2 separate regions of the Manis pentadactyla genome follow, and region 2 is linked to region 1. Evidence: chromatin contacts called from public Hi-C data. All regions are on one chromosome and are shown on one strand. Each heading gives the region's core, a stretch centred on a gene start, on an enhancer-like site or on the middle of the called end of the contact. The rest is flanking DNA. Distances are from core to core; before and after follow the strand shown.

The links. Hi-C and Micro-C count contacts between places; a contact is called where the count stands out from the background.
Region 2: a Hi-C map of skin fibroblasts shows a contact between it and region 1, with 5 times the contacts expected there. The contact joins the promoter of SLC35B1 here to the promoter of DLX3 in region 1. A contact is called at or near these places in 2 of 3 Hi-C or Micro-C datasets (fibroblasts and skin fibroblasts).

What each region holds. Positions count from the first base shown.
Region 1 is chr4:165,569,262-165,572,432 of mManPen7.hap1, reverse strand. DLX3 (distal-less homeobox 3) reads right to left here and starts at 1,355. Exons shown (of 3, transcript XM_036879850.2): 1 at 803-1,355. The coding sequence starts at 1,127.
Region 2 is chr4:165,803,171-165,806,372 of mManPen7.hap1, reverse strand. It overlaps SLC35B1 (solute carrier family 35 member B1), which reads right to left and starts at 1,800. Exons shown (of 8, transcript XM_036879801.2): 1 at 1,430-1,800; 2 at 1-91. The coding sequence starts at 1,638.

The DNA.
Region 1 (3,171 bases), core at 106-2,605:
CTCTTTCCCATCTGTTTCCGCGCCTTTTTTTTTTGAGTTTTTAATTTTAGAATAGTTTTAGATTTTTAGAAGTTGCAAGCATAGCACAGACTCCCTCCCTCCCTCCTTCCTTCCTTCCTTCCTTCCTTCCTTCGTTTCTTTCTTTTTCTTCCTTTTTCTCTTTTTCGCATTCTTTCTCTTTCTCTCTTCTTTTTGTTCTTTCCTGCCTCCTTTCTTCTTTCTTTCTCTCCCTTCTTTCTTTCTTTCCTCTGGCCCTTTCTTCTGCCCTTTCTCTCACTTTGGGTCTCAACATGTCTCTTTTGCTGTCTCCACGTTTCTCTTTTTCAGCTTCTCCGCTTCTCAGTCCCTGCTTTCCCCCGTTTCCCCGTGGCTGGGGGGCCTTTCCTCATGTCCTCCCCTCCGCTCTTCTCAGCCTGTATCCAGGGTCCCTGGAGCTTCCAGTGAACCTCGCTGCCCACCCCCGAACCCTCTGCAGCCCAATGGTCGACGGCCTGCTCAAGTGCCTGCAAAAGCACCTCGCTTAGGAGGTCACCTGGCAGTCCAGCCTTGCCCTTCCTCCCCTTGCCCACGCCGATCCTCACCCGAGACCGCGGTGCACAGTGCGCCCCACGCCCCAAACGCGCGCAGTCTCGGGACTGGAAGGTCGTCTGACCCCTCTGGGGGCATCTAGCACACCTCTAACTTGAGACAGTCCATTTCTTACTCTTGACACTTCCCCAGATTTCCGCTTCAATTCCCTGTCTTTCTCTCCCTCCGGAACTTTCCAGTGTCCCCCACCGTCCCGCGACCCAGTGGTCCTCACCTGGGTCCTGGGGGGGCAGCGGCTGCTCCCGGTACGCCCCGTATTGCCGGTAGGAGGCTCCGTAGGTATATTCCGACTTGGGCGAGTAAGCGCCTGTGCCTGCAAGCCCGTTGAGATTGAACTGGTGGTGGTAGGTGTAGGGGTTCACGGTCTGGCCGTAGGGCTGGCCCGAGTAGTAGTCATGCTGGGGAGCACTGTAGTAGCCCAGGTCAGTGACGGAAGACTCAGGCAGGGTGGGCGAGTCCTTGGAGCCCGCATGGCAGCTAAGCGAGCTGGAGATATCGGTGAGGATGCTGCTGAGTTTGCGATCGAAGGAGCCACTCATCCTGGCGGGCGCCGCGCCTCCCCGGGGCTGGCCCGGGCCGCTGGGCGCTGGAGCAGACAGGAGCGCGGGGGAGGCGGAGGACGAGGGGCGTGTGTGTGTCCGGAGGCCAGGGGAGGGTCCCGCAGAATCTCAGGAGAGGGCAGGCCGAGGGGCGCTTAGACCATCGCCGGCCTCCCGGCGGTCGCCCTCTCGTCGCGTCCCAAGCCACAGTTAAATGCTGCCAGCTCCGCCCGGCCAGCCGGTTATAGACTCAATAGTGGAGTCGCGGAGGGAGGCTCCAGCACTCTGATTGGCTGCAAGTCCTGCCTTCGAGGCAAAACATGCTCTAGCGCTCTTTCGTTCTCTCTCTCTCTCTCTCCCCCGTTCTTTGTTGTTACCCAACACACACACACACACACACACACACACACACACACACACACACACACACACCTGTTCTTCTTCCTCCTGTGGCTCCCTCCCCCAGCCCAGATAAACCCCCACTGTCTTGAAGAAAGGAGTGGGAGAGCTTGTCACTGCGGAGCCCTGGGGGCTATAGTCTGTCTCCTGGCTGGGGGTGGAAGGTGGGCTCAGGTGCTACGGAGAAGGAGGTGAATTTGCCCATTAGTGTTTGTGGAGGGAGGTGGTCCAAGGTGTGTATGTGTGTATGTGTGTGTGCGCACGCTGTGCAAGTGACAGGCAGACAAATGGGCCTAAAGCGGGAAGGACCTAGGGCACATGAACATGTTTTAATTTCCTTTAAAATAAAAAAAGAAAAGAAATGTCTAGGCTGAAGAAACTGTTTGAAAATATGATATTAATATATTGTTTTTATAACAATGCAGTTATAAAATGCAATTTTAAAAAATTTTATGGGGAAAGAAATCTATCAGGCAAAAGATCCTTGGGCCTTTGAAAGTTGTAATTGGGCTTTCAGAGGGGGCAGGTATGTGTGGATTTGGGGGCTTATGGAGAGGAGGTGCACAGACCTGTCTGTGGTGACATTAGAGTTATCTCAAAACTACGTGTATGCAGTTTCAGAGATTGTCCAGGCTTGCTGGAAGCAGCAGGGGACCTAGGGTCCCGTGAGGCACAAACAGGCTGCCTGTCTGAGTGCTTCAGTAAGGTTGGGGCAGATTTTGTGCACTTGGGACAGCACTGGGGAAGTGTGGCCACTTTTAGAGATCAGGTGTTTGGGATGGGTATACTTGGGGTATGCGGCGTAAGGATTCCATGTCTTCCACAGGGTACAGAGAGATACAAGAGTGCAAGAATATGTGTGTGAGTTAAGTGTAGCAGTGTGTGTGTGGTGTATGTAAGCAGTGTGAGTAGAGGGCCTGGACCTGGTGTCTGTGTGTGAATGTGTGCTTGTATGACGATGGACATCAAGCTCTCAGGACCCTTCCAGTCCCCAGTGCCTGGGAACCATCATGCCCCACTGAACCCTGTTGGGCCAGGCTTCCCTCCCCGGAGACCCCCAGCTCCTAGTCCTAGCCAGCCCATCCACGTTTGCTTAATCCGAGACTGTTTCGCCATTTCACCCCCAGTTCTGCTCTCTACCTCTATTTGGGGTTGGGAGGGAGGGAGAGCTCCTCCCGATCTGTTTCTAGCCCATACAACCTTTCCGCAGGGCTGCGGGGTCAGTTCTCCTGTCCCCTTCCCCTGCCTGGACGCTGCAGGACACGCAGTGCCAGCGTGCCACCTAGTGGTCACTTCTGGGACCTGCATCCTCCCCAAGTCTCGCCCAGTCCCGGGAAAGGGTCTCCTTTGTAGACTCCGTTTGGCAGAGAAGTGTGCGGGGAGCTCCGTGCCCCTTGCCAAAGTCAAATCCCCAGGGTATGCTACCAGGGGCTTGAGAGCTGCAGTTGGAAGAGACAGAGGGCAAAAGTCAGTGGGCGGAGGAGCAGGAGGGTCAGACAGGTAGGAGAGGCTCCGGAGAGGCTGAAGCGTGGGAAAGGTGGGGGCGGGGGCCTGGCGAAGGGAGCTTTATCTGCCTATCTCCGCGTCCCCTCAGCGCCTATCGCCCGCCGCTCCGAGCCCCTGGCGGGGCGAGTCGCCACCCGCT
Region 2 (3,202 bases), core at 551-3,050, 230 kb before region 1:
GACAAACTGTAGCGCTGAGTTGCTGGAGACCATGGCACCCAAATAGGAGACAGAACAGGCAGCATAGAGCCAGCTCCGCGTACGGTCCACCCTGGCAGTGTCAAAAAACTGGATCACTGAGAGAAGACAAAACAAAAAAGTAAAACAAACAAACAAACAAACAAAAAACTCCAAGAGAAGCCTGGTGGGCCTAAGATGGACCACTGAGTAAAAAGTCAAAGCCATATGAAAGGAACTTGTCTGTCAGAGCAGATGAGAAGCACACGTTATTTCTGTCCTCTAAGACTATTCAATTCTCCAATCCCACCTAAGTCTAACACAAGACCACATAATGGGCAGGGGAGTGGGGCTCCTTCAATTCAAAGGACTAGTTACCCCTGCTGCTAGTTCCCAAGGAACAAAGAAAGATCAAAACATGCTTGAAGCCGACACATAAAGGAAAATCAAAAGAACAGAGAAAAAAAATTAACTATTCTCAGTAGGCATCTGGAACAAGAAGACCCATTCTCTGTACGTTTCTCACTCAGAAGTTGGTCTTATTTAAGAAAATGGATTTTTAGACTGAACAGAGACTGTGTAAAGGGGGTGGGGTCTCGAGAGTCAGACCTAACAGTTGGATCACTGCCTAATGTCCAAGATACAAAGGGGAGGTGGGCACACAACATTACTATACAGGTACTCACAGATCTTGGCAAACACAGCATTGATCACACACTGGATGAAGACCAAAGTTAAGGCAAAAGTGAATGTCTCCTGCTTGGCTCCCTCCCCATACCTTCCTCTTGTTCTAAGAAAGAAAAGTGTGAGAAAGAAAGGGGAGGAATTAGTATATTTCCCTCAGTGTCATCATTCAGAGCCACTGAATGCTTTGAAAATATCTTGCCACCCTGGATGTAAGAAGAGTTTGGTAAGGATCAGTGGGCTTATTTACAAAAGGGGCTAGTTTTATCGGATCTAGAAACTAGACAGCCCAGCCTGCTGATCCCGTTGCTTAGGGAAAAGTATTGGTAAAGGATAGAGCAAGAGGTAACGTGGAAAGAGGATGGTGAAACGAGGTACCCCAGGAAGGAGATGAAGGGGCTTGGGCTACATACAGCAGCAATGCCGTGGGTAGGAACATTAGCTGTCTAAAAGCATCTGGGATGCTCCTCCTTCCGAAGAGGAGCCGACACAGGTCATGGAAACCTCAGCCTGTAAAACCCTTAGAGTTAACAAGGGAAAAGCAATCAAGGGAAGAAAAATAACCAAGTCTCATGATTCCGAGACTACCTTGGGCATTCTGGAAATCTGGGTTAGCTCAGCCGCAGCTGCAAGAGGGCAAGAGGCAAACAGGGGACAGGGGTGGGAGGAAGGCGAACCCGGCCACAGGAAGAAAAGGAGACGGGATAGCGGGGGATGTGTGCGGTCTGGCCCCGGGGATCTGGCTCACATCTTTTCCTGCAGGATCCCATAGTAGAAATAGCATACAAAGACGCCGAGGAAGCAGAGCGGCAGGCGCAGCCGGTCGGGCACCAAGGAGCTGCTAGCAGCCATGAGACGCCCGGACGACCCGACCGGAGACCCGCTCACAGCCGGGAACAGCGGCGGCGGCGGCGGCAGCTCCACACGGACATCGCCGACCGGCGACAGGGACCTCATAGGAACTGCATGCGACAGCCGCTCAGCAGGGCCTAGCAGCCACCACCAGAACTGCCAGCTCACGGTCGCAGAGAGAGAAACTCCTCAGAACCGAACAACCGCTTCCCAGGAAAGGAGATCCACCCTGGGTCATTGGCTTCGTCCCTGTTGGCCAGAACAGCCAGCTGCCCCGAGATTTATGCCTTGCCCTGGAGATATTCCGATCAGGCAACTCTAAGGACAACTGCGACCCAGAGTTCGACGGGATGGCCTAGGAGAAAAGCTGGCGTGGCATGATGACGTATGAGGATGTGGAGGTCACCAATTGGTTGCGCTGCGCGAAGACAGGTGAGCGGGAGGGAGGAGGTGCAGCCTACGGGGCAAATAGAAAAGTCTTTTTCGCTGCGGGCGGTCAGGCTTCCGCTTGGAACCTTGGCGCCCTCTAGCTGCTGCCCAGCGTCCGAGGCTCTACCCCTTCTAGCAGAGGAGCGTTCCTCTTCCTAGGGAACGTCACTAGGCTTCCAAGGGCGGCAGGGCTCTTGTCCCAGCTCTGTCACTTAAAGGCAGGGTAACCTACGCCTGTCATCTGAATTGAGAGCCACAGTTTTCCCAGTCTGTAAACTAGGGATAACTAGTAATAGCCACCTTGTCACCTTTTGACTTCTGAGGATCAAATGAGCTGGGGTTTGTGAAAGTGTTTTATAAAACTGTATAGTGCGCTGTGCAAGTTTAAGGTATTATTAGTCATTACCCTTTCTCGACTCTGATCTTATTTCCTCACATCCTGGAGGTGGAAATGGAAGTTTACTTAAGTGAATTTTCTTCACGGTATTACAACTCAGCACAAACCCTCACACTGCCTTCCCATTAAGCTCCTTGTCAGGCTCTTCCCTCACCCGTGTTAGTAGGCCACTATGTGCTAGCACCCAGAGCTAGGGCAAGAACGACCCCAGCGTTTTCCACTGCCACCCCCAAACTCTCACTTAATCACCCGACTCTGGACTGCTTGCTCTCTGGGTAGGGGCTCCTTCTCCCCTTGCAGCAGCCTGCTCCTTTGGCACAGCCTCAGGCAGAGGAAGGAAACTCGGGGCAGCACCACACCCATCACTCCGGGCCTGACTCACTAAGGTTTGGGGGTAGGCCAGACATCTTTCAGGGGGAGGGGTAAGAGATCAAAGATAGGGTCTGTCCTCAAGACCTTCTCCTTTCTCTTAGCATGGGAGGGGGACCCCACATATTTGCTCTCTTGCCTAGTGGCTTAGTCCACTGAATCAGCCCGTGATTCCAGGGCACCCAGCAGCAGCTAGGGTTCCCGTCCCAGCTCTGCCTCTTCCAACAACTCACTTGACCTGAGTCGGTTCCTCATCTGAAATTAATGCGAACAAGTGGGAGAGTGCTGAGATTAGAAGCATGGGCACTGGACTGAAATGACAGGGTTCTCAATCCTAGCTCCCCCACTTGCATGTGTGTTTTTGGGGTAAAGTCATTTTATCTATCCTTCCCTCATTAACACAGTGGGACTTATCACATTTCTCTCACTATTACTGGGCTGTTGTGATATTTCAATGACATTTTGTGTAAAGCA